5 separate regions of the Mus musculus genome follow, and regions 1, 2, 4 and 5 are each linked to region 3. Evidence: chromatin contacts called from public HiChIP or PLAC-seq and promoter capture Hi-C data. All regions are on one chromosome and are shown on one strand. The core of a region is the stretch at or near the end of the contact, and the rest is flanking DNA. Distances in the headings are between cores, read along the strand shown.

Region 1 (5,135 bases), core at 282-2,781, 880 kb before region 3:
GCACACCTTTAATTCCAGCACTCGGGAGGCAGAGGCAGGCGGATTTCTGAGTTCGAGGCCAGCCTGGTCTACAAAGTGAGTTCCAGGACAGCCAGGGCTAGCTACACAGAGAAACCCTGCTTGGGGGGGGGGGGGGGGGAAGTTGTCTTGGCCAAGGTGTCTCTTCAGAGATGTAAATCAGTGACTAAGACATTATTCCCCCACCCTCCAGCCCCCAGACAGTCTTACTATGTCCCTGGCTAGCTTAGGACTCTTTAGGTAGACTAGGCTGGCCTCAGTCCACTGCCTACTGAGAGCTGGAGATATAAGCAGGAGCTGTCATTCCTTTGGCTCACCCTGAAATTCTTTACCCTCTGAGGTAGGGTCTCATGTAGCCCAGGCTAGCCTTATTATACAAGATATACATCTGAGAATGAACTTGAACTTCTGATCTTCTTGTTTCTAGCTCCCTGGTGCCAGGGTTAGTTTCATGGATCCCCTAGGACATATGGGATTCTTAATAACACTTCTGAGCAAGGGTCTGCATTTACATTTTGTACTGGGGCACACAGCTGACCTGGTCACTCTGTTGGACAATGCTGCTTGCTCTCTGCTGAGTCTGTTTTACATCAAATAAATGTAGTTAGAAGAAGCCCAGTGGGGCTGGAGAGATGGCTCAGTGGTTAAGAGCCCTGACTGCTCTTAAAAAGGTCCTGAGTTGAGGTTGGGGATTTAGCTCAGTGGTAGAGCACTTGCCTAGCAAGCGCAAGGCCCTGGGTTCGGTCCTCAGCTCTGGAAAAAAAAAAAGGTCCTGAGTTCAAATCCCAGCAACCACATGGTGGCTCACAACCACCCACAATGAGATCTGACACCCTCTTCTGGTGCGTCTGAAGTCAGCTACAGCATACTTATGTATAATAATAAATAAATCTTAAAAAGAAGAAGAAGCAGAAGAAGAAGCAGAAGAAGAAGCAGAAGAAGAAGCAGAAGAAGCAGAAGAAGAAGCAGAAGAAGCAGAAGAAGCAGAAGAAGAAGCAGAAGAAGCAGAAGAAGCAGAAGAAGAAGCAGAAGCAGAAGCAGCAGCAGCAGCAACCCAGGGACTGCCTGAGGTCACACATGAAGCAGAACTGGGATTTTTTTTCCCCTTTGAAATAGAGTTTCTCTGTATAGTCCTGGCTGTCCTCGAACTTGCTCTGTAGATAAGGCTGGCCTTGAGCTCAGAGATCTGCTTGTCTTGCCTCCCCAGTGCTGGGATTAAAGGCGTGCCACTACCTCCTAGCATAAGAGCTGAGATTTGAACCTTCCACCTTCACAACTTCCTTCTTGTCCCAAGAATCAGGTAATCAAGAGCCGGCGAGGGAAATCTTTGCATTATTGCATAGACTCTGATTTTTTTTCTTCCCCTTTACCAAGCCAGTCACAGCTTCCTTCCTGGGGGCTGGAGTTTTCTCCTCCTGATTCAGGCTGCTGCTCTGATTGTCTTGGCCCAGCCTCCTGCTGTGCGGAGCTGGAATGCAGCTGCCTCGCCTCCCTGGAGATGGAGAGGACATGGCCTCTCTGTCTCCTTCCTTGCCCGTACCCCTCACCTGCTGCCATCGCTAGAAAGACCCTCGATCCCAGGCTGCGGCTCTGAGGCTCAGGCCCCAGTATGATGGATGGGGAAGGAAAATCCGGACGGGGCTTAATGCTTTTACCGGCTGCCTCTAATTTCATTTTGAAAGGAAGGAGAAGGAAAGGGGCATGGGAGGACAGGAGACATTTTCCCTGGTGGAGACAAGCCGGGAATCAAGATAAATGGACGCTTTTCTCTGGTCCTCGCTCTGACCACCAAGCTTGGGTTTTCTAGAACACAGTCTCCTGGTCACATCCCTGCCGGGTGCCCTGGGGTTAGCCATGGTGGCTGACTGGATGCCCTAGGATTCAGGGGTCAGAAGAGGCTTGCTGTCTTGACTGCCTTTGGTCCTAGCCTTGCTGGCCAACTCAGACACCCTGGAGACAGCTGCAGTTTCAGCTGAAGTTTGGGAAGCAGAGTAGCGGGTTTCATGGAGGTAGCTTGACTCTACACTTAAGCTCATTTGCTTACTTATTGTACCCGGCTCCCCACCCCCACCCTCTGCAGGTACCAGACTGAGCCAAACAAGAGAGGCTTGCTGCCCTGCAGTGTCTGTCATTTCCTGGCTGGATGACCTGCAGCAAGCTCCGTAACCTCTCATTTTCCTTTTGGGGACTCAGGGGGAAAAATCGCATCAGTTCTCAGCATACAGGAGAGCGACTGGCGTTTGTGTAGGTCAAGAGCCTTGCCCCAGATGTGACACACAGAAAGGACTCCTAATATACTTGTCATTGTCGATATTCGGCAAGGGCCAGTAGGTACCACACGAAATGGAGATGAGAAGATTGAAGGAGAATGGCGATCCAAGTTCGTATCCAGAAGAGAAATACCAAGGAGAGGTGTGATGGGTGGGGGTGGGGGAGGGGCGAGAGGGGGTGGAGGTAGGACTGGGCATAAGGAGGCCCCAGCCCCAGCCTTGGCAACATCCACTCTCAGCTGCAGGTTCACAGCTCCAGGGGGGACCCCACGCTCCTTCCTCCCTCGTTATTTAAAGTCGGAGGGGTGTGTAAATCAACCAAAATAATTCACGAGCATCATTAGCGACTCCAAGGCGGCATCTTTTACCGGCAGCATTAAATTAAAAACAGCGCAAAACTGCAGCTTTTTAAAACACATCAGCTCTGCTTCCTCCCTCCTGCCTGCTGTAATCCAAAGCTGCTGGGATCTAATGAAATGAAATTAGCATCTCCAATCCCCCTCTGGCTACCAGTGCCTTGAAAAAAACCCATCTCTTTCTGATGTGGAACCCTGAGGAGGTTGTGAGGACGGCAATAGGCCCCTCCCTCCTGTCCCTGCTCCCCGTGTTCTGGGACCACCCACCCGTCCTGCCTATCATTTTTATTCCCGCAGGAAGACCCAGGAGAAGCCTTGGACTCTGTTCCTTCCCCTTCTCTGCCTAGACCAGCTAATTGCCGTTTTCTGTGATGACCACCCACAGAGATCAAGTGGGTCCCAACCCGTTGCCCACAGTCCACCCGTGGAGATGGCCACTGTTAACTGACTCTGTGTCCTTCAGTCCCAGGAGTGGCTCCTACAGGCTAGTCTTCCTTTTAAGGCCACTGAGAGGCCCCTGTCATCCTCTACACAGCAGAGAACTCTTTGTTACTGGGGGGGGGGGGCACTTTGTATACTGTAACACGTTTCTCTCTCACCCCTTCCATGCAGCAATGCCCTGCCAGGTCCCCCATCCCCACAACAGGTCCCAAAGAAAAATAACTTGCTGCCAGCCAGATGTTGGGGGTGGGGTGTGTGTGTCTGTCTGGTACCTTTTTCCTTGGGGGGGGGGCACTCTTTTAACTCTGAATTCTTTCTTCCTTCTTTCTTCCCTTCCCTTCCCCCTGCCCCTCCCTCTCCTCCTTCTCCTCCTCTTCTTCCCCCTCTCCCTTCCCCTCCCCATTCCTCCTTCCATGTGGTTCAGGCTGACCCTCCAACTTGCAATCCCCCTGCTTCAGCTTCCTGAGTGGCTGGGACTGCAGGCAGAATCATCATCACACGTGGCTCTATGACTTTTCTAAAGCAAGGATCTGTCACTTCCGCCCTCCCTTCTCTAGATCTCAGAGTTGTATTATTATGTTTCCCTCTCACTGTCCACCCCCTGAGGATGTGTGTGTGTGCTCTTGAAAGACCCACAACGTGAAGACTCCCCCACGTTCTGACTCAGGAGAGGCGACACCCCAAAATTACCAACGAGAAACGGTCTTGCTGCAAATTGCAAGAGGATTTTTATTCAAGAGCGCTCTCGGGCCCACGGTCATACACCACGCAGGGGTAGAGGACTGTGGCGCCCCGAGTAGCTGATTAAGGGGGTATTTAAAGGAAGGAACCACAACTCAAGGAGGTGGGAAGGGCGTTGTTGGAAAATACCAAAAATACCAGTTAAGAGTCACAAGGAAGTACAAAGTCACAAGTGTCAGGTTATCTCTCAAGACAGTTTCTTTCTTTCTTTCTTTTTTTTTTTTTTAAAGATTTATTTATTTATTACATGTAAGTACACTGTAGCTGTCTTCAGACACACCAGAAGAGGGCGTCAGATTTCGTTACAGATGGTTGTGAGCCACCATGTGGTTGCTGGGATTTGAACTCTGGACCTTCGGAAGAGCAGTCGGGTGCTCTTACCCACTGAGCCATCTCACCAGCCCCCTCAAGACAGTTTCTAAGAGCCCCTAACAATCTAAGAGCCCCTAGCAATAGCACCTTTGCATAGTGGGTTCCAGCAATGGTCAGGGTGGGTCAGGGTGACTTTCTTTGAATGAACACTCTTTGAACCCAGGAAGCAGGTGGGTGGAGGAAGGAATGTCGCTATCTGTTTTATGATTAGCATACCTTGGAGCATTGAGTTTACTACTCTTTCACTCTCACTAACCAGTAAGGAGGGTTTGCAGGTAAATTCTCTCCCCACACCAGACTGTAATGCTTGTCTTATCCCAGGCATCCCCTGTGGTTGGTAGGAAACAGAGTTCTCATTGCTTAGCAAGACAGAGTTGCAGCTACTTCTGGAGCCATTTGTTCTGCCCCCTCCATGGCAAGCCTCCTGCCCTGCCCCGTCCGGCAGGTCTCTGCTCTCATATCTGTGATGTTCTGCTTGTTCTAATAAACCGCTCATGGGTAGGGCTGTACTTGGTGGCAGCGCACTTGTCTAGCATATGGGAAAGCCCCATGTTTCATCCCCACCCAGGCAGGGAGCAGGTAGCTTTCCCATCCTCCCTGGATTACAGTATCTCACTGTGTAGCTCAGGATAGCCTCAGACTCACATCCTGAACCCTGGGCTACCATGCCTGGCCTAGAACCTGTCCTTTTATATTTTAAAATTAATTTTATTTTGATACATGCCTATGTGCATGACCGCTGCATGCAGTACCAACAGCGGCCAGAAGAGGGCATCAGGTTCTCTGGAGCTGGAGTTACAGGTGGTTGCAAGCTACCCAACCTGGGTGCTGGGAACCAGACTCAGGTCTTTAGAAGAGGAGGAAGCCCTTTAAACCACTGAGTCATCTCTCCCTAAAATGGTAAAGTTGCTCTTTTATTCCTCCATTCATTCATCCA
Region 2 (5,128 bases), core at 1,695-4,194, 540 kb after region 3:
CAGACGTCTCCTTGACTTGCTTCTTCTCGTTGCTCTTTGGTAACATGTGGTATACAATACCACCCTCATCCTGCTGTGGATCGGAGCTCTTTACCTTGAAGGGTAGTTCAAAGGCTGGAACATTCTAGATGGGAGTCCCATTTCAAGTCCCTGGATTTGTTTCTAGTCTGTACCACTTGTGTTATACAGACTTACTCATCTCATAGTTTCTTTGAACTGACTTCCTTAGATGTTCATTTGTATCTTCAGCCAATCCTTGTGACTATTCTTTCTGTTCTGACCATTGAAGCATGGAAGTATGACACACATTGAGGGGTAAACAAAATTTCCAACATTGTATACATTCTGCTTATACCTTCTATTGTAAATGGAATCATGTCATCAGATGGTTACATCAGGGGAGGCTCCATTGGTCTCTACTTCTCTGGTGGTATAATGGAAAGGTTGACCAGATGCCCCTGTGATTCTTCACAGATTTCCCTGTTTCCTTTCCTGCTGAGCTTTTGAGTATAACACCTTAGCCCTGTAGCTAGGTCTCTTGTATGTAAGCTTTTGGGTTCAGGTTTCTTGTCAAATATCTAGCTTTCTTTTCCTTGACTACCAAGAAAGGTTGTGTTTAACTTCTCAAATGTTTTTAAAGATCTAATTTATTTTTAATTATGTGCATGTGTGCATATGAATGTGTGTGCCCATGGAGGACTGAGGCACCAGATTCCCTGGAGTAGTGGTTATAAGTAATTTTGAGTCTCCTGACATAGGTGCTGGGAATGAACTGGGTTCTCTGCAAGGGCAGTAAGTGTTTTTAATCTCTAAGCCTGCTCTTCAGCCAATATTTGACTCTTGACAGCTCTTCATTTGTATTTGTCTGTGTCAGGTGTGTTCTTTGTACACATAGGTATTCATTTTAAGCTCTTGGGTGCAACTTTCCTGTGTATACATATTTTCCTCTAGTACAGGGAATTCTAACAATCCTAGATGCTCAAGGCTTGTTGGTGGTGAATGGATGTGTGTGTGTGTGTGTGTGTGTGTGTGTGTGTGTGTGTGTGTGTAATGGATGGCTTTGGAGAGATGTTGAGTGGAGGGTCCCTGACCTCTCAAGAGGATGGTGGCTGCTTTCAGACATTTGCCGTTTATGTTGCTAATAGAACTTCCAAACCATCACAGCTTTTTAAGGTAAGACTCAAATGATGAAAAATCAAGACATACTTTTCAAAGTAAGGATAATGATTGAATCTTTAAAATAAAACAGGACGGGCAGAGATTCATGGGGATGAACAGAGGCATCTGTGAGATTGCTGACTGGCATAGCCATTGGGAACCTCATCAACGGAACAGGAGAAAATGATGAGCCTCCAGGATAGTTTGGAGAATTCTACTGAACAGAGCCTAGGGGAAACCTATATTGTGTCCTGGTTTCCTTGTGGCCAACTATGAATGTGAATCCTTGGGTCTCTGCTTCCCTGATGGCACAATGAAGAGGTTGACCAGATGGCCCTGTGGTTTTTTCATAGATATTGCTGGTTCCTACCAAGTTCAGCCCTTGTGTGTACCACCCCAGGCCTGTAGCAGAGTCTCTAGTGTAAGCCCTTGGGACCAGTTTCAATAAAGTGTTTAATACACAACCTTGCAGACTCTTGCAAACCTTTCTGGGTAACACTTACTTCATTGCACTTTTAAAAATGAATAAAAAAAGGGAGGGGGGAGAGAAAGAAAACTCTGCTTAGCAGGCTCAGCGTAATTGAGGTTGACAGATGTCACTCAGAATTTTATTATTTAAAGCCACAATGATTTTCCAAATAACCTAAAAATATATAATCCAACCTCAGAATAGTGTCCTGTAACAGAGGCAGGCAAGCCTGTAGGAAATGAAGTCATGATCTTGGCACCCCTCGAGTGCTGGTTCAATGGCTTTGAACACTTTTATGTTCTCGGAGAAATACATGAACATGGAGCCAGCCATATCCAGTTACTCAGCGGGGCTGCCAGGGCCTCGGAGAACCAGGGTGTCTTGGGTGTTTTTCCCTGGCTCCTCAGTCAGCACAACACCTCTTCTGGTTCCTGTAAGGAGATTTTTTTTCTTTATTCTATGAAGGCAGGTCTTGCCATGCAATGATGTGCACAGATTTTCAAGATTAAGTCTATAGGTGGGATTGCTGTATTCAGATCATCACCATCCCGCTAGGTGCCAGAGACTTCTAGAAGGAATCTAAGATGCATATGGTTTCTCCCATCGTCAATCCACATTTATTTCTTTAATCTGCATGTATTTTATTCCTCATAATTATTATACATTATTTGCATCAGTGACATGAATTCATAATCATTAACAATATACCAACCTGGCAAGAGATATTGTATTATCCAATAGATGTGGATATTGAGGCTCAGAGTTTGGAGTTTACCTAGTGTATAAGAGTGAGGAGATACCGGGATGGGGCTTTGGGTCTGGGTGAGGTAGATTGGAGTTTTAGAGCTGACATGCATTTCATCAATGGTAAATATTCTGAGCCCTGGGACACTGGTGGGGCCATGTCACCTTGCTTAGTTAGCTATTGTGTTACTTTGAGTTTTGTTTTTAGATAACAGGGTCGGGTCTTGCTGTGTACCTCAAGTTGCCTATGTGATTCCTCCCTTGAATATATAGCCCTCCCACCTCAGTCTACCAGTGTTGAGATTACAGGCCGGGGCCACGAAACCTAGCTCAAAGTCCGGCCCTCTAAGATGAGTCTCTGAGGTGGACACGTGGATCTGGTGGTCTGACAAGGCAGTTAGAAGCCAGGCTATGTTCCACGTGGCGGTACCTGGAAGAACCAGGCTGGAAGTTCGCTCACAGATGGGTGTCCCGGAAGCATCTCCGGGTGGCTTCCGAGCCGGAGGAGAGGCCACAGGGCTGCCAGCATGGGCCTGGCTGTATTTGGTTTTCTCTGACTGGATCTTTGTTTGCCTGCAGGCTTCGGCTGCCCAGGCTCTCGTGCCCTAGCTTCCTCTGCGCTGCATGAAGCGCTAGCCTGGTTAAGTAAACACTGCTAGAATATTACCTGTCTGTTAACCTGTCAAAATTGCTTTATAGCCCCTTTTATCTCTCTCCCCACCCCCACCCCCACCCCCACACAGAATTTCCCCAGAGTTCTCAGCACGCTCTCTGGTTCCTTTCCTTCCAGCCTTCCTCCAACCTACAAAGTGTCCCCACCCCCAGTCATTAAATATTGTCAGTTCTGCCACTGACGCCGCCTTGTTCGCCTGGTCCAGATAAATGGTTGTTGACTCTCTAATGCAGACCAAGGACACTGGGCTCCCAGCCTCATGAAAGTAGCCATGGTGCCTGCCAGGTGGGCCGAGGCCAGGGGGCTGCAGGGTGCGGGCTGCCTGAGCCCAGGAGGCCGCTCTAGCTCCTGGCCAGCAGCTGGCTGCTGGCGCCCTCCTTCCTTTCCTCCCGCCTGCCCCACCCTCTCTCTAAACATGACTGTATAAACTTGAGGGTCTTAGGGGAACGTCCAGTTCTGAGCCCAGTGGTCACAGAGCCCGAGCCCTGGCTCCATGCATACGTCTCATGCTTGATTGAACAAGGTCAGAGGCTCTTTAACAGAGAGTTGCTTCCTTTTTAGCTGTGGCAGAATGCATATAATATCAAATCAACAGTTTTAACCATTTTGCACAGTATAATTCAGCTGCAATAAGGACATTCACAGTATAGTATAGTTCTTACCACTGTCGCCTTTCTTAAGCTATAATTGCTATGCAAAAGTTGCATGTACTTGATAGACGCAATTTTGAAGGGTTTGGACATAGACACATACCATTCCAAAGGAAAGGGCACACCCATCAGGCCCTTGTCCCCATCCTCACCAGGTAGTCTGCCCCACCCATAGCAACCACCGCACTGTTCGTCTGTGCCATGCATGGATTTGCCACACAGCATCGCTGTGTGCCCTGTGTTCCTCTTACTGAGCAGGATAGCGTCAAGGTCCTGCCATCCATGTTTGCCTTCCAAAACCCAGGTCTTCCAAGGAACAGTGTGGCGACTGGTAGGAGCTGGTGGGTGACTCAACTTGTCTCTGGCAGCAGCTCCTTATTCCTGGCATGAGCTCCTGGTGTCACCGTCAATGGCTGAGTCGTCCCCCCCCCCACCTCCGTGTGTTCAGCGAGGTCATTCCTAATTTGCTGAAACGGCCAGGTCTCTCTTTTCCTTCTTCCCACAGTTACTGTCCTCCCAGGTTCTGTTTCCAAACCTGACATATCATGTGAAAGTCATGTATAACATTAGGGTGTGGGGTTGGAGTCCTGGCTCTACAGTCGCCTGGCTTTGTGATGTTGGTATCTCCACCCACAGAACAAGATGGGTGATCCACCTCCAGGGCCATGGTGAGTTCACTAACAGCAGTCAGTCACTGGGTCTGGTACCTGTGATATGGATATGTACAACCTACTGGCTATCAGTAAAATCTGGACTCAAGAAATTATCAGTATGGAACCCTCCACTTCTACCCTGTTGATGTTTGCCATGATTTTTGAGCGTTTGGAAAATTCTAGAAAGTTCATAGGACTTCAGCGTGTCTTTAAATTAGATGCACATTTGTAGTTTTCAGGACTCAGATCTGGGACAAAGAGGAAGTCTTGCTTCTACCCAAAACAGCAACTAAGTGGCCCTGTTTCTTCTTTCTTTTTTTTCTCATTTTTCTTTTGCCATCCTGTCTTTGGACTTTGTCCCAATCCACAGCCATTTTACATTCTCTCGTGTTTCAGTTTCACCAAGCTGACCTTGCAGGGCCATGGCCACAGGTGTATTAATCTTGGGTGACATGCAATGGGTTCCAGAAAGTAGAAAAGGATTCATAGGTCCCCCTGAGCCTCTTGCCCCTTTGTATGTTGGCAGAAAGCTAACTTTATGGACTCAAGTATGGTTCTGAGAAGTTGATTATTATGTTTATGCTGTTTATTGTTATATATTTATAATCTGATTAATCACGGTTGTTTATTTATCCTATGAGCTCACACTAAAGGCTGGGGAGACTTTGGTGGTCTTATGATGTCAGGTCCCATCTTGGCTCTCATGTGATTACGGAGTTGTGTAACCTCTTTGTTCATTTGGTTTCATGCCTGGGGATCATTGGCCCTTGGCCTGTGTGTC
Region 3 (5,439 bases), core at 659-3,158:
CAGCCTGGTCTACAGAGTGAGTTCCAGGACAGCCAGGGCTATACAGAGAAACCCTGTCTCAAAAAGACAAAACAAAACAAAACAAAACCAATAAACAGATGGGTATGATCTCCATTTTTAAGTTATAAATTGTAATATAATTGATTATTCATATGTATATGGATATATAATCATAGGAGGATTTCTGAGTTCGAGGCCAGCCTGGTCTACAGAGTGAGTTCCAGGACAGAACCCTGTTTCAAAAAACCCCCCAAAAAAAACCAAAAAAAAAAAAAAGTACATTACACACTATATCTATCTCTTGTTATTCTCTGGAGTTGGGAAAGGAGAGGGTTGAATTACAAAGCTCGCCTGTGAGCTATTACTACATCTTTAAAATTCCAAAGGCCAGGAACCATCTCTCCTGGGGATGACTCCATTCTCAAAATCTACTACCACAAAGCATATTGTGTACCCCTGAATGCTCTGAGGAAGCTAAGGTGGTTTAATGGCAGCCTGGACTACACAGGGAGATTGTCTCTCCATCAATGCCCACGCAGACACACCTCTACCACTGACGCTGGTATGTGACATTTGTTGAACGAATAAACATGTTTACTATAACTATTTAATACCGTGACTGAAAATACCTCCTGGCCAGTAAATAGATTAAAAAAAATAAAAAACAAACAAACCCCCCAAACCCTGAGTCTGAAACCACTTTACAAGATAAAAATCCATTTGTTTAAAGCAACCATTACTTTATCGTTCATAAAAGGCACACCCAAACTGTTTCCCACCGAGTGCACCATAAGTCTTCTGTTAGTGAGAATGCACTGCCGCACTGAAGGGCACACGACAAAGACAATACATGGGCTTTCCAGTTTTTTTGTTTGTTTTGTTTTGGAGACAGGGTTTCTCTGTGTAGCCCTGGCTGTCCTGGAACTCACTCCGTAGACCAGGCTGGCCTTGACCTCAGAAATCCGCCTGCCTCTGCCTCCCAAGTGTTGGGATTAAAGGCGCGCGCCACCGCCGCCCGGTTGGACTTTCCAGTTTTAACGGTAGACTTTTTTGAGATGATGGGGTCTTACCTGGTAGCCTTGTCTTCCCTGGAACTCTCACTAGGTAGACCAGGATGGCCTTGAACTCACATAGATCAGCTTGCTCTGCCTCCTGAGTAGTGGGATTAAAAGGCGTGCATTACTACGCCAGACTCTACACCCTACACTTTAACAGGGGTTTCGTTTTCCTGCCTGACCTCTTGTCGACTCTCCTAAAGACCCCCATGCTTATGGATCACTGTTCACGTTTGGCAGAAACTCTGAATATCAGTTTGTGTAAGGTGGGGAGCTGATAGTACTGAGTCCTAGACAAAGAACTGGATTATGCTCCTGACAGAGAAAAGGGAATGCGTCTGACAACCAAAGTTAAGACTTCCCCAAGTCTTAGAGTACACGTATTCTGGTGGTGGTGGTGAGATCACATGGGAGACAAGGTCTCAAGTAGCCCAGGCTGGCTTCGAACTTGTTACACAGTCGAGGATGATTCTGACCTCCTGGTCTTGCAGCTTCTCCTCCCAAGAATGGGGATGACAGGTGTGCGCAACTCACGGCGGGCAGGGACCTCGCGATTCGCCACTGATCAAGCTCACCTCGCCAGCCGCGAGGCAGCTCCGTCCACACCGCCGCGTTCCCACGCCTGCCGGTCTCCCCCACACCTCTCGGTCCGGCCTCTTCCAGCAGGTGGGCGTGGCCCTTCCCGGTACGGAACTCCGTTATCCCGTTCGCCTGTTCCGCACTCCTCTCTTGACCTGCAACAAAGGTCGCGGAAAAATAGCCCAGCCCTTAGCTACTCCATGGAACGGGCTCCGCACCGTTCGGAGACGCGAAGTTCCACGCCGCACACTCTTAGAACCCGGAGCCCACCAACACCTTCCCAACCAGAGGACCCCTGAGCCTGTGGCCGTCCGCGTCTGTGCCTGATGGAGCTCGTCTGGTTCTTTTTAAAATTTTCACCTTAGAGAGGCTTAACGCAGAGACAAGTATCAATGATCGTCAAATAATGTAATTTATCTAAAATCTGGCTTGACTTTTACGTCGTGTCCTGTTTTGTTTTTGAACAGGCGGCTGCCCCGGACACCTAAACGGGGGTCCTGGAAGTTCCCGGTCAGTCTTCCCTCTGGGACCCGCCTCTTCCTGCGTGCGCGGTGATGGGAAAGCGCGGCCGGCGTCCCGCCTCCGCGCAGCCGCAGGAGGACAGTACCACGGCGCCTGCGACATGGGGAGGCGCGGAGGCGACACCGGAAGTGGCTGTGGTCCGGGTCGGCCCGAGGGGGACTCAGCGCCCGCAGCAACCACCCGCGCGGCGGCGGTCAGAGCTCAGACCCGTGCGGGTGGGCGTGGCGGGCGCCGGGACACAGCTCCGACTGTTCGCTGTCGGCGCGGGGCGGCGCCGCGTCGCTCGCCTTCACCAGCTGCCATGAGCGAGCGCCTCCGCCCCAGGTGAGGGAAGGGGGGAACCCGCTTTCTCCGCGGCCCCTCGGCCGAGGATGTGCGCTCTGGAGCCGAGGGGCGGACGGAGCCGGCGGGGTGGTGGTGCGAGGCTCTGGGCTGCGCTGCTCTGCGGTCGGAGGAGGCGGAGGGGAGAAGGTGGCGCCGCCTCTGACACTTGGACCCCGTGGGCAGCCAGGGAGGCGACGCTCTGGAATCCAGGGCTGCCCCTTCTCCGTCTTTTCCTTGTTTTCTTCGTCTTCTGCCCTTTCCGCTTCGGAATGAGGTTTGTTCGGCCCGACGAGACGGACGGTGTGGTCCTTCCTAAATTGAGGCGGGCGGTGGTGGTAGGGGGATGGGAGGGATGGCCGATCTGGAAGAGATGGCTCCCTTCGAGCGAGGCGCCTCGGAGAGGGGACGGGATGCTTCGGGGGCGGGGAGCTGCTGGCGCCCCAAGGTCAGGAGAAAGGCGGGGGTTGGGCTTAACCCCTGCAGCTGGGAGGGCTTAGGGCAGACCGCAGCGCTGTGCCCTCCCTCATCTGATGGACCCGGGTGGGTGGTGACCCACTCTCGGTTGTAGCATTAGCAGGCAGGATTCTAAACAGTTTGGATGAGGGGCCAGTTGGCTGGGAGCAGGGAGGTGGCTAACACCACGAGTTACTCTCAACCCTCACTAGGCGGGCGGCCCCTCGGGGCTTTAGGCCCGATCCAGATGAAGTTTCTTTTCTCCTTATTTTCCGTCTGGGAAGAAGTAAGTTGGGACGCCTTACCTCAGAATGAAGAAGGCTGGCTTTATTTCTTACTGGAAAGTCTCCTAATAAGATGCTTGACGATCTATCTACATCTACGCTAAGTTGTACTTTTTCATTTCTCTGGTGGAGAACAGAGAACGGATTTAGAGAGACTCATTTATTTATCTAAGTCTATTCAGGCTCGCGGCTCTTTATTCCGTAGTCGTCTCAGGCTTAAAGAAGGTGGATCGTAGGCTTGCTTTTTTATTTTCTCTCATAAATGATTTTACTTATTTTATTTTATGTGTATGAGTGGTTTGCCTGTGTATATGTATGTACATCACGACGTGCGTGTCTAGTGTCAACGTAGACTCAGAGGAGGGCTGGGAACAAAACCCCAGTCCTCTGTAGGACTAACAGGGGTCTTCCGTGGCTGGGCCATCTCCTCAGCCCTGAGTCTTGTTCCTTGCATTCTTTGGTTATGAATGTAATCATTGTTTTGCAAGGCTTCTCCCTGAAACAGTTATTTCATGGGACTGGGGTTCCCCAACATTCTGAGATGACTTGATCCAGTGGTGAGAATTTTAAGGTCCCTAGACTGAATTGAGTGACTGATTTTGGTTCTATAGTAATTGTAGTAGAAAGCCTGTACTTGTGTCAAAAAAAAAATGATCAAACTAAATTGGAAATTAGAAGGTGCTTGCCAGAATTATAATCTGGTCCATGGCATTAATGTACTCCAAAAGGTTTAATCTTACTGATTGTACAGATAGAATGAAGCCATAATCTTGCCAGTTATTAGAAATCATTGGAAGGTTCAAATTAGGTCAAGTTGGAATTATGGACCAGTTACAGTCACACCATTAGAGTTAGGGCTGTGACCTTTAGATGCAGCAAGCCTGAGCTGACTGCCATCTTTTAGATTCTTTTGGAATGTCTCCCTCATGTGACAGCCCTCAGCATTTTCTGTCACTAACAGATTTTTTTAAATCTAGTGCTGCAGACAAGTAGTGTAAGTTTGTGCTGATTACAGATTCTTTTTATCTAATATACTTATAGAAATCTTAGTGTGTTTATATATTTTGGTGACTTTTTTTCCCCCTCTTTCTGGTGACTTCTTTAAAAACCAGTTATCAAGGACAGACCTTTCTTGCCTAATTTTTATTTATTTATTTTTTTATTCTTTCTCATCACCCATGAGCTAGCTTGGCCCCCTCTGGTGTCAGACTTTCTCAGTAGACTGAGAACACTGTAGAAGGGTGGTTGTATGGTAAGGAAGTATGCCTTATCACAGATCCTTAGCGTCTACATATGAATTGGGAGAGAGACACCTATAGTAAGAAGCATTTGAGATGGACTATGATTGTGCTTGTCTTTAACCCCAGCCCTCAAGAGGCAGAGGATCCGAGTTCATGGCTAACTTGTTTTGTATAGCCAGTTCCAGGCCATCCAGGCTACCTGGTGAGACCTTTTATAATAAAATGAAAACCAGTTGTTGTACTTTCTATTTAAGTCTGCCTAAGGTTCTTTGAAGAGGACCAGGAAAATAGGACAGAAGTGAGATATGAAAAGTGATGGAGCCAGCCATTCTGGGGGTGATAGATCTAGCAATTGTTTTTCCCTAAGTGGAAAGGAGGTGCCTAGAAAGACAGTGAACCGACTGTAAACTTGTGATCTTGTCAATTATTAATAAGGGTATCGAAAGCTGAGTGTTCTAGGGAGGCATTTAATAATGAAAACTAAGAACAACAAACATGGAGCCTAGTAGAGCTCATTCTTAGCTCCTGACCACTGAAAAGAGGCCCGAGAGATGGTGCTTATACACTGAGAAACTGACAGATCTTACATGACTTGCCCAGAGGCAGATGACAACAGTAGAACAGCCCAGTGCTGCTATTGGTACTGGGAGGAAAATGCCCTGTTACAGATGAGGAGATGGCAAGTTTTGGTCAGCCTCATAAAGTTTGGTTGCAGTGACTCAGCAGCCCCAAGCATAGCCAGCTGTTGTCATGCTGATAAGATAAAAGTTGAGGTGCCAGTGTGCTGCCACTGTTGAGGGTCTCTCCCAGCAGACCTTGTCTCATGCAAAATGCCTGTAGTGGGGTGGAGGAGAAGCTTCTTAGTTCAGTTTATATACTAAGTTACTGTTTGTTCATTCGTTTGTTTGTTTGTTTATTTCTGGTTTTGTTTATCAAGATAGGGTTTCTCTGTGTAGCCCTGGCTGTCCTGGAACTCACTCT
Region 4 (5,409 bases), core at 2,096-4,595, 860 kb after region 3:
GTTCCTGCTTTGAGCTCTCTTTTGGTCCTCGATGCTGATGTGTACCTGCATTCTATATGTAAATATGTACGCACCTGTGTATAGCGTCCAGAGGTCAACACTTGGGTGTCTCCTCTAATTCCTCTTTATTTTGAGACAGGTTCTCTCCCTGACTAGACTGGCTAGTCAGTGAGCTCCAGGGATCTGCCTGGCTCAACACACCCAGAGCCAGGGATACAGATGTGTGCTGATGTGCCTGGCTTTTCACACGGGTGCTGAAGATTCAAAGTCCCTAATCTTGGTGTGACAAATGTAGTACTGACTGAGGCAAGTCCCCAGCTCTGTTGGCTTTAGAATCTAGAAAAGGTCCTATAAGTGTGTAAGCACCTTGTATAGGAGTCAGGGCTCTGATGGGGAGGGCTTGAAGAGTCATCGCAAAAAATACAAAGTGGTTGTGGTTTGGTAAGTTGGGGAGTCACCTACATAGGAAGTCCAGCACCAACCCGACCCCTGACCCCCAAATGCCATCCCTGCTTCCCAAGAGTGTTGCTGACTCTGATGGAGGTGCTTCCTTCAGGGTCTCAGGTTTAGCGTCTGTGAACAGGGACAGCTGAGTGGGAGGATGCATCCCATCCAACCCCCGAAATGCCCCTGTCTGCTGTGTGGCTGATTCCATGGCCAGGGCTGTAGAGAGCAGCATGCCCCCACTTTTGTATAAGTTGACTCATAAGATTCTTTGTAAAAATGACCTATGTCCCTAGTATACAGAGGGGTGACAATGATGGTATATGCAAAGGTGTGTGTGTGTGGCCCTCAATACATAGTGTCTGAGCTGTGTATATATAAACTTGAGTCACGGTCTGCCTTCATGCTTTGCTGTATTACTACATAGCTGTGAGAGTGGCTTTTACGATCTAATACCCCAGGAGCATGCACTGGAAGGTAGGGCTTTGAGGACCAGCATCCAGGCACACATGTAATGTTTGCATCTCAAGGACTGAAAAGTACCAGGTCTACATATCGGGTTAAGAGGGGCTCTTAGGCGAAAGGAGGTATGGGTTTGCTGAAAGATCAGAACCCCTTTCCCTCTCTTCCTTCCTGCATTAGGCCCCACCCCCACCCGTCAATCTTCTTCCTACCTTGCCTTGTCACACCGTGAACCAAGGGCATAGAACATCTGACCTGACCCTTGTTTACTGCAGCTGAACTGCAACTGTGGCCTCGGAGAAGCCAGAAGGCCTGAATTAAAGGCTGTTACTGAAGCCAGGAGGTTGCAATCAGGAGTTGGCTGGTGAGGCTACGGGTCACCAGCAGGGTCACCCTTGACTTATTTCCATGTCCGCCTGTCCTGTCAGGAGGTCTGAGAGGCACTGAAAGCAAACAGAGCTCGGAGTCCCAATACGAAACAATTTGTGACCTTCTCTGGGGCTAGAGAATTTGTGACATCAACCCCCCGGGGATGCTTGAAACAGTAGAGTACAAATCTTCATTGCTCTGGGCTCCTCTCAACTTCCTGTATGTCTGCAGATCTGTACAAAGCATGTATGTCCTGGTGTGAGCCTGTGACAGTGGAGGGGAGCGAGCTTTCAAAGGAAACAAAAGCTGATAAACATCTTGTGTGTACACTGGGGAATTCATACAGACTTTCCCCCTGTTCTGTCTCTGTGTCCCTTGCTCTTTTGTTGGGAGGCTTGAAGGAGCCATCTTGAATAGCGTGGCTAATAAACAAGCAGATCAGCCTGCCTCCCTGTCACTCAGCTGTCTTGACCAACCAATCACTATCAGATCTGATCAGGGTGGGAGGGCCAGGAAGGAGAACTTGTTTGGAATCAGCCTTGAAGGGGATGAAGGGAACAGCCATTGTCCTCCTGTCTATTTTGCTCTCTGGCCCTGCTTGGCAGCTTCATGCTTGGTGTCATTCTTTGACAGGGGAATCTCCTCTGACTAATGGGTCCTTTAAAGACTGGAAGGTCCCTGCTAGCATTAGGAGCCTCTCCTAGATCTTTAGAAGCTGTCCCTCTGTACTTTTAATATGCATGGTACCTCACCTATTGACTTCATAGAATGGATTGATTTACATATTGCTTTGCATGTGATTTGCATCACATTAGGTTATTCCTTCTTCCAATGAATATTTATCAGCAGTCACATACCATGGAAGATGCTATATAATGTGAACTTCGGAATAAGATGCAAAATCCTCTATGCCAAACCTTTGTCGCTTTTTACTCCCAGCCTCTAGCCTTTTTCCAGCATGCTAATCCATTTCCCCGCCTACTTTTTGGGGGGGACAATTTTTTATTTTTGTGGGGGGAGACAATTTCTTAATAAAAGATGATCTTGAGATAATGGCTGGTACCTGAGAAATCAGAAACACTGGCCCTTCAAGACATTTTCCCAGTAACATTGTGGACTTATTTAGGAGTTTCCTTTTAGATCCAACAGGAGTCTAGTGTCTGGCTTTCATGAGCCTTGGGAACACAGCAGAAGCAACCAGGACTTTATCCCTCTTAATGTTGAAGAAGTCAAAGTGGAGCTATGGATCTTAGGAAGAATGTTCCAAACATTATTTTACAGTTCCTCCTCCCCGAACCTCCACCTTAGACAAGCTTAAGCACAATTGGAAGCTACATGAGATTCGATGCAATGTCTATTTTCCAGATTCTGTTTTGTTCCAGGGCTCTGTTGCCTGAAGGAAGAGACACAGTGAAAAAGTTGCCTGCGAGAGCTCACAGTGTGTCTTCTCCATCCATATGTTACTCTCCTGTATCCATTTGAAGGTGCTGTCCTTGCCTGATGGCCGTGTTATGCCTGTAAGCTTGTACAATGCATCTGTCCTAATTGCTTCAGAGAATCCCCTACTGGCAGATCATGGACCCTGTAGGAGACGATGCCATTGTAGATGTCAGATTGGTCCTGATCTTGCTTTTGCAACAAATCCACTCAGGACGATGAATTGCAGGATCCAAAAGGATGACTAGCAAAGCCCTCTTCCAAATGGCAAGGCTAAGATCTGGCTCTCTCCTTCTCCTCATCACTCCATCTTGGAGTCCTTGGCCTCGAGTCACATGAACCGGAGTTTGCAAGCTGTTTCAGTGGTCCAGCTGCAATGTCACTTCGGCCCTTGTTCCAGGACTCTGTAACAGCACAGCACAATTGTAAGGAAGACTGGGAATTGGGGATAGGTTATGACCAAAATCCTACATACCTCACTGTGGGCCCCAGAGGAGTCATCTTCCATAGCCTTCATTACCTCCTCCACTGAAAAATGGGGATAATGCCCTCTAGACTGTAGGGCTCCTGTGTTAACACTGATAACAATAACACTGACAGAATGTTTAGAATCACCTAGGAAACAGCCTGTTGTCATGACCATGACCATGACCATGACCATGACCATGATGGAGTCTCTAGACTGGGTAAATTCGGGTGGGAAATCCCAATCTAAATATGGGCAGCACCATGGGCTGAAATCCTGGACACAATGAAAAAGAGAAACTACACACTGGGACCAGAAGATCCTGCCATCTAAGATCCTGCCACCCTAAGATCCTGCCATCTCGCCTTCCTCACCGTCACAGGTTGTCTCCCTCAAACCTGAGCCCAAAGAAACCTTTCTGAAGTTGCTTTTGTAAGATAACTTTCTCAGAGCAATGAGAAAATCATCCCATGCCATCTCGTGAGGGTCAAAGAGAATCTACTTCGGAAGGTACCCCTCAACACAGTGCCAGGCACAGACAGGAGCCACAGGAGTGCTCCCCGTTCCTCCTCCCTGCTAGTTTCTTGTTAAGCCCGTAGGGAAAGATGAGGCAGAACGGGTCACAGATGGTTTTAATTGGGTGATCCAGGATATGCAAAGATACCCTGTGGATTCCTGGCCTGTCTTCTCAAGACAAATTAGTACCATGTAACTGTTTGAAAAGAACAGGTTCTCCTAGTCCACTCTGTGTCCTTCCTAAGGTTTTGGGTCTGTGTCATAAGAATAAAGGACACTGCCTATGAACACTAGGATGCTGAATTTTAAAGCCATAGTAGTTGGCTGGATGGCTCTTGTGAGCTGCACAGAGAGAGGGGCAAGAGGCACGGCCTTCAGATTAGGAACCCCGTGCCAGGAGCTGACTCAGTGTGCCTTTGTTTATTGGGGAAGCTGGAGGTGGGTGGAGGTTGTGTGTACAGATGGGCTGTCTCTGACTCAAGTCTCTAAGGTTTGGGAAACACTCTTTGGAAAGGCTTGGCTGACACCTAGGCTGCACATGTCCTGTGACACAGACACAGACGGAGACACAGACACAACACATACAGAGACACAGACAGACACACACACACATACACTAAATAAATAAATGCAATAAAAAATAAGAAGAAAAACATACTATGTGCTACAAATAATACAAATTGAATGGTAGTGGTGGTGGTTTTAAAATTTAATTGTTGGAGATTAGCGAGATGGCTCCGTTTCAAAAAATACTTGCTCCTCTTCTGGAAGAGTTTGGACCTCAGCGCCTACATCAGATAGGGCTTTAAACAACTGCCAACTCCAGGTCCAGGTATCCTGATTCTCTCTGGCAGCATCCAGGGACACCTGCACACACGTGGGGCACCCCCACCACCACCCACACACACATAATTTTAAAAATCAAAATAAATCATCGAAAGAAAATTATCTTTGTGAGAGCTGGGTGTGGTGGCGCACACCTTTAAACCCAGCACTTGCAAGGCAGAGGCAGGGGAAGCTCTGAGTTTGAAGCCAGCCTGGTCTATAAGGTGAGTTTCAGGACAGCCAGATCTGTTACACAGAGAAAGCCTGATATATATATATATATATATATATATAACTAGAAAAAAAGGTATTTGATGGTACAGGGCTAGCTTTGTAAGGATGTTCCCCCTGACTTCTCTGCACTCCCTTCCTTGGCTACTGTCTTAGTCAGGGTTTCTATTCCTGCACAAACATCATGACCAAGAAGCAGTTGGGGAGGAAAGGGTTTATTCAGCTTACACTTCCATACTGCTGTTCATCACCAAGGAAGTCAGGACTGGAACTTAAACAGGTCAGGAAGCAGGAGCTGATGCAGAGGCCATGGAGGGATGTTCTTTACTGGCTTGCTTCCCCTGGCTTGCTCAGCCTGCTCTCTTACAGAACCAAGACTACCAGCCCAGAGATGGCACCACCCACAAGGGGCCTTTCCCCCTTGATCACTAATTGAGAAAATGCCTTACAGTTGGATCTCATGGAGGCATTTCCTCAACTGAAGCTCCTTTCTCTGTGGTAACTCCAGCTGTGTCAAGTTGACACAAAACCAGCCAGGACAGGTACTTACTGAGTTTTCATCCTTCTAGATACAGCACAGCATCAGCAGCTCTGGGCATCAATCAGCTCCACTCCAGACAAGAGGAGTAGAGAACTTCACGGCACCCATGCTCGGCATC
Region 5 (5,158 bases), core at 2,638-5,137, 820 kb before region 3:
GTTCAAAAGTCAGTTAAGGAAGAAGTTCATCGTTAGACAAGCTGAGCCTCCTTTGTCTAAAAATGCCTGGAGACAGAGTGTTTTGTACTTGAAAATTTTTTTTTCAGAATACTTGTATTTACATAATGAGATATCTTGGGGATGAGACCCCCCAAAACTAACCATGAAATTTATTTATGTTTCCTATAAATCTTATGCATATAGCCCGAAGGTAATTTTATACAATATGCTTAGTGATTTTGTGCATGAAGTAAAGTTTCATGGTGTGGAATTTTCCACTTGTGTAGGCACAAAGGCACTCGAAAAGTTCGTGGTTGGGGAGCCTTTGGGATGCTGGATTTTTTAATTTAGGAGGCTCAGCTTGCATTGCATAGAAGGCCTCAGAATCTCTATAAACCAGTGTTCCCAAGAAACCAGCCACACAAGAGCCCCTGGAATACTTGTTTTTTTCTACTTGGCAGCAGTTAGGTGTTCTGTGGTATGGTCTGGCTACAAAAGGTCCCTCATAGCCTCATGCACCAGGGATTAAGCTGCCAGCTAATAGGCCTTTGGAGGAAGGGACAGGATTCCAAGGGCTCTGACATCATTCCCTGATGGATCCACAAGGTGATACTATTATCAGGAAGTCAGGAAAGGTAGGGAGCAGTTGGAGGAAGTGGGTCATTGGGGATGGGTGTGTCCGTGGGGCCATGCCTTGCTCTGATTCCCTTTCCTTTGCTTCCTATTCACTCACACACGAAGCACATGGAGCGTGAGAGATGGCTCAGTGAGTCCTCCCGAGGACCCAACACTGGTTCCCAGCACACACAACAAGAGGCTTACAACCACCCGTAACTCGAGCTCCGGAATCTGGCACCCTATTCTGGCCTTTGCGGGTACCACACACATGTGGCATGCACTGTCTCTCTCACATATACATTTTAAAATACCTTTTAAAGGTGAAATGAAAGAGAGGACAACTCCTACCCCATGCTCCTGCTACCGTGATGTTCTGTCCAAGGGTCTGGAGGCCAGTGATGACCAACTGGACCCTCTCAAACTGGGAGCCCAAGTAAGTCCCTGAGACAGGTGAGGTGGCTGGTGGGTAAAGTGCACGCTGCCGCCCGTGACCTCAGCTTGTCCCCTGAGCCTGCATGATGGAAAGAGAGAAGCAGCCCTCCCAAGCTGTGCTCCAGCCCCCACATGTGTGCAAGGGCAATCGCAATCCCACAAACAAATAAATGGGAAAAACACTCAAAAGGGAAACACGTCTTTTTTTGAGTTGTTTCTATGAGGGTATTGTGGTCGGTCTTTGTGGTTTGTGGTTTTAGTGTGTGTATGTGTGTGTGTGTAGTCACAGTGATAACATGAGTAACAACACACAGCCTGAGAACATTTCCCACATCAAGGATTGCCTCCTCTCCTGGGAGTGTGCCTGTGTTCAGGCACTTTGAATTGAAGTGTTTCTATGATGGTAATGCCCTGTGCTCTTTCTGCTTAGTTAACTGGCTGCACATACACACATACACACACACACACACACACACACACACACACGGCTCTTGATATAGAATCAAGGTTAGCAGTCAACTCTCACAATTTTATTTTTTACATTTGTGTATGTGGTGTGTGGTGTATATGGTGTGTGTGTAGTGTGTGTATGTGTTTATGTGTGTGTGTATGTATGTGTGTGTGTATATGTGTGTGTGTGGTGTGTGTGTGTGGTGTGTGTGTGTATGTGTGGTGTATGTGTGTGGGGTGTGTGTGTGTGCGTGCAGTGTGTGTATGGTGTGTGTGTGTGTGTGTATGTGTGGTGTGTGGGTGGTATGTGTGTGTGCGGTGTGTGTATATGTGTGTGTGTTTATGTATGTGTGTATATATGTGTGTGTGTAGGTCAGAGGACCGTGGGGTGGGGCTTGGTTTTCTTTTCCATGGATGGACTCAGCTGGTCAGGCTAGGAGCTAGCACTTTAGTCCACTGAGACATCCTGATGATCCCTAGCCTTAGACTCTTTTTGAGATAGGATCTCACTGTGTAGTTCCGGTTGTCCTAGAACTCACTCTGCAGACCAGACTGACCTTGAACTCACAGAGATCCACCTGAGAGTTCTACCTTCCAAGGACTGGAACTAAAGGCTTGAGCCAGCACACCCGACTTAGCCTCAGCCTCCTGAGTGTTGGGATTACAACAACTTTTAAAACAGAACAAAACTTCTCCCCTATTCTATTCACTTTATTGATTTGAAAGATTAAAAACAAGCAAAACAAGAAAACGAGATGCCTGCAACTAGAACTATTACATTTTCCATTCTGTTAGATGCCAAGAGCTATGGACCAAAGGGCCAGTATCTCCTCTCTTCCTTCCCTGCCTGGGTGATAAAGTCCCAGGGGACTTGCTTCCACCATCAGAGGGCCCTTCCTCTCATGCAGCTGTCTTTTGCTTTACCAAAGTGGGTAGGTCTGAAGATGGAGGCTGCCTAGAATACATGATGGGAGATGTGGGCACCCTGGAGCCACAGTGGACCCCTGGCATCGCCCATTTGCCAAGGGTGCCCAGCTGCTTCTGGCTGCTGGCATGCATTGCAAACTCCCCTCGCCCAGAACACTGTCAGGCTGACAAGCACTCCCAGCATCCTGAGGCTGAGGCCGGTCAGACCAGTTCACCATTTTTGGATGGGTCTGGAGTGCTCGACAATGTTTCCCTGGTCTCCAAAGCTGCTCTCTGTGCCCCAGAGAGCCATGGTTCCCGGCTACTGTCTCCTTCAGCTCTTGACGATTGCTTCGGTTCCAACAAGCTATGCCTGATTTGGAAGGTAAAAATCAAGAAACGAAGCTTAGGAAACCAGAACATTCATTTCACACTGCTACCCCAGAGTCCTAAAGGTTCCTTCTCACCGCTCTTTGGGCGATGGAGGCGGGGCGGGGCTTCCCCAAGACTCTGTCAGGTGGAATCAGAGAAGTCTTCGTGGTCAACCTCAGAGGACAGCACCGTTCACCACACATGACAGCAAAGAAGGACCTGTTCAAGACCTGCGTTTTGAGTGGCTTTGAGGGAGGAAAGGAAAGCAGATGGCATGAGAGAGGAAAGGAAGAAAGGAAGGAAATGAATGTAAAAGAAGCAAAAAGGAAGAGAAGAGAAAAGAAAGGAAGAGACAGGAAGGGAGGGAGGGACATAAGGCTTTGCTCTGCCAGCTTCTTTACACGCATCGGAGGAGTGAACCTTTGCTTCTGTTTGTAGATGATGGCACAGAGACTGAGAGAGGTTAACAACTTCTCTGCGGTCCTACAGCTGGGCAAAGGAGGAGCTGGTGTGCTCAGAGGCATCTGCATTCGCTATGACACCCTAGGGTGCAGGACCGCAGTGTGAGCCATGGTCCGGGTGAGAACCACTCAAGACAGCCCAGGATTCCCAGTGTGCTTCAGCCTCTGCTCAGTGCAGCTGCCCTCAGTGACCCCACCCCCCCACCCGCTCCGTGCAGGATCTGGCCTGGCTGGGATATGTAGATTACATGGTGCAGCAGCACTCCTGGCCTTGGAGATCTGGCTGAGACACAGCAGCAGGGCTAGCTGTGTGCATAGGATGGTGCTGGCTGGACACCATTGAACCAGCATGCTCTGGGGGCCAGTAGCAGTCCACGGGTTGTCTGCAGGGCTGGACTATGCAGCTGCCCCTATGCACCGGCTTTCCCTGCTCTTTCCTGAATGTCCTGATCCACATTCCTCCTCCATTCTGCCTCCTTCTGTAAAAGGTTGGCTGATCCCAGGGCAGAGGCAACATCTCAGTTGGAGTCCAAGATGGCCCAGCCTCTAAGGACAGTGGCTCTTTAATGCCCCTCTTTCTCTCCCACCTACAAGTCTCAGGAACAGCTACTCTCCCTGCGGGAGCTAGCAAGTCACATGACAGGTGCCATTGTGTGACTGACTCCAGCCCCACATTTCTGTCCACTGATGAGTCATCTCTGTGATGCTTCCAACTCTCTGTGGAGAAGCTGGTGAGCAGCTTGCTATGCTGTCACTGTGTCATCTCATGCTGCTAGAGGGAGGTGCATCATGTTTACTATGTTTACTGCAGAGATCAGGGCTTCTGGGCCTAGAGAGCAGGCAGGGTGGGCAGGTGGAGAGAGCAGGCAGGCTGGGCAGAGGTGGGGGAGCAGGCAGGTGGGGAGAGAGCAGGCAGAGGAGAGCACAAAGATAGCATCTTGTTGGAATTTACACAGACTGTCCTACTTGTGTGTGTATGCCACACGAGCCTGCCTGCTCTCTCCCCACTGCCCAGCTCCGCCTGCTCTCCCCCGACCTGCCCAGCCTGCCTGCTCTCTACCCACTGCCCAGCCTGCCTGCTCTCCCCCAACCTGCCCAGCCTGCCTGCTCTCTCCCCACTGCCCAGCCTGCCTGCTCTCCCCCGACCTGCCCAGCCTGCCTGCTCTCTAGGCCCAGATTAAGAACCTCAAGCATTGAACTGGTGTGCTTGCTGTTGCTGTGATAAAACACCATGACCTAAGCAAGTTCTAGAGAGAAGAGTTTATTTTGCCTCATGATTCCTGAGGAAGAGCCCTTAATGACCAGGAAACACAGCGCTCACCTTTCGGGGAAAGTCAATGTAGCAGGTTTGAAGCAGATGGCCACATTGTATCCACAGCTCTCTTCTTTTTACGTTGTCTAAGATCCAGCCCTGGGTGATCTTAGAATGGTGGCCCCTTCCTTTAGGGTGGGTCTCCTTGCTCCAATTAACCGGATCATGACAGGTCCTGGAAGGCATAGCCAGAGGCTAACTTACTCTAGATACTTTCTCCCAGGCATATCTGAAGACTTTTGTGATTCTTCATCCTGTCGAAATGAGAATCGTTATCGACCAACACTCATACCTAATGGCAAAGTTTCACTTATACAACTAGGCCAAATAAGTTCAACAGTAAAATAACAGTAAAAACCAATGAACATAATAATATATTTTGATAAGTTGTGTGAACATGCCTCTCTTAGTCAAAAGACTTTACTATGCTCTACCAAACCCACTTCTTGGGATGCTGTGAATGATATAGTGCCCGTGACTCAAAGTGATGGTGCTTGCATTGTGGGGTAGCAGTAGGCTTCTGCGTGAAGCTTACTTGAGCACAACACAGTGGCACTTCCACAGTGCGTCAGCGTAACAGCTGAGATGGCTGCTCAGTGATGATGGG

The links. Promoter capture Hi-C pulls out the DNA fragments that hold promoters and counts their contacts. HiChIP or PLAC-seq counts read pairs in DNA pulled down with a chosen protein or histone mark.
Region 1: an H3K27ac HiChIP or PLAC-seq map of embryonic stem cells shows a contact between it and region 3, with 4 times the contacts expected there. The contact joins the enhancer-like site here to the promoter of D11Wsu47e in region 3. A contact is called at or near these places in 6 of 39 promoter capture datasets (cranial neural crest, embryonic stem cells, hippocampal neurons and 2 more), 4 of 115 datasets of contacts at active chromatin or transcription factors (bone marrow-derived macrophages, embryonic stem cells and large pre-B cells) and 1 of 9 other capture datasets (embryonic stem cells).
Region 2: a contact with region 3 is called in a promoter capture Hi-C map of liver, with 2.7 times the contacts expected there. The contact joins the enhancer-like site here to the promoter of D11Wsu47e in region 3. A contact is called at or near these places in 3 of 39 promoter capture datasets (hippocampal neurons and liver), 2 of 115 datasets of contacts at active chromatin or transcription factors (bone marrow-derived dendritic cells and bone marrow-derived macrophages) and 1 of 9 other capture datasets (pancreatic islet).
Region 4: a contact with region 3 is called in an H3K27ac HiChIP or PLAC-seq map of the NIH/3T3 cell line, with 4 times the contacts expected there. The contact joins the promoter of 1700012H19Rik here to the promoter of D11Wsu47e in region 3. A contact is called at or near these places in 1 of 39 promoter capture datasets (the 3T3-L1 cell line) and 4 of 115 datasets of contacts at active chromatin or transcription factors (the NIH/3T3 cell line, embryonic stem cells and pancreatic cancer cells).
Region 5: an H3K4me3 HiChIP or PLAC-seq map of the SCID.adh cell line shows a contact between it and region 3, with 6 times the contacts expected there. The contact joins the enhancer-like site here to the promoter of D11Wsu47e in region 3. A contact is called at or near these places in 5 of 39 promoter capture datasets (embryonic stem cells, frontonasal cranial neural crest, hippocampal neurons and 2 more) and 5 of 115 datasets of contacts at active chromatin or transcription factors (the SCID.adh cell line, bone marrow-derived macrophages, embryonic stem cells and 2 more).

The regions. Positions count from the first base shown.
Region 1 is chr11:114,564,972-114,570,106 of GRCm38.p6, reverse strand. All of the region lies in intron 1 of Gm31724 (a long non-coding RNA gene), which reads left to right. Among named protein-coding and RNA genes, the nearest start is that of Gm31724, 44 kb to the left of the region's middle. Within about 2 kb of position 1,531, at least 33 of the 459 cell types and tissues checked have an H3K27ac peak or open chromatin away from gene starts, as enhancers often do. A contact at or near this core is called in bone marrow-derived macrophages and embryonic stem cells, where this site is marked.
Region 2 is chr11:113,145,922-113,151,049 of GRCm38.p6, reverse strand. All of the region lies in intron 1 of 2610035D17Rik (RIKEN cDNA 2610035D17 gene), which reads left to right. All of the region lies in intron 1 of LOC115487747 (a long non-coding RNA gene), which reads left to right. Among named protein-coding and RNA genes, the nearest start is that of Gm39467, 14 kb to the right of the region's middle. Within about 2 kb of position 2,944, at least 32 of the 459 cell types and tissues checked have an H3K27ac peak or open chromatin away from gene starts, as enhancers often do. A contact at or near this core is called in liver and pancreatic islet, where this site is marked.
Region 3 is chr11:113,680,903-113,686,341 of GRCm38.p6, reverse strand. D11Wsu47e (DNA segment, Chr 11, Wayne State University 47, expressed) reads right to left here and starts at 1,908. Exons shown (of 5, transcript NM_001361593.1): 1 at 1,631-1,908. Fam104a (family with sequence similarity 104, member A) reads left to right here and starts at 2,191. Exons shown (of 3, transcript NM_138598.5): 1 at 2,191-2,480. The coding sequence starts at 2,257.
Region 4 is chr11:112,823,064-112,828,472 of GRCm38.p6, reverse strand. 1700012H19Rik (RIKEN cDNA 1700012H19 gene) reads left to right here and starts at 3,345. Exons shown (of 2, transcript NR_130164.1): 1 at 3,345-3,560; 2 at 5,320-5,409.
Region 5 is chr11:114,501,145-114,506,302 of GRCm38.p6, reverse strand. Gm39472 (a long non-coding RNA gene) reads right to left here. Exons shown (of 3, transcript XR_880307.1): 2 at 4,561-4,805; 3 at 2,078-2,779. Among named protein-coding and RNA genes, the nearest start is that of Gm39472, 15 kb to the right of the region's middle. Within about 2 kb of position 3,887, at least 58 of the 459 cell types and tissues checked have an H3K27ac peak or open chromatin away from gene starts, as enhancers often do. A contact at or near this core is called in the SCID.adh cell line and trophoblast stem cells, where this site is marked.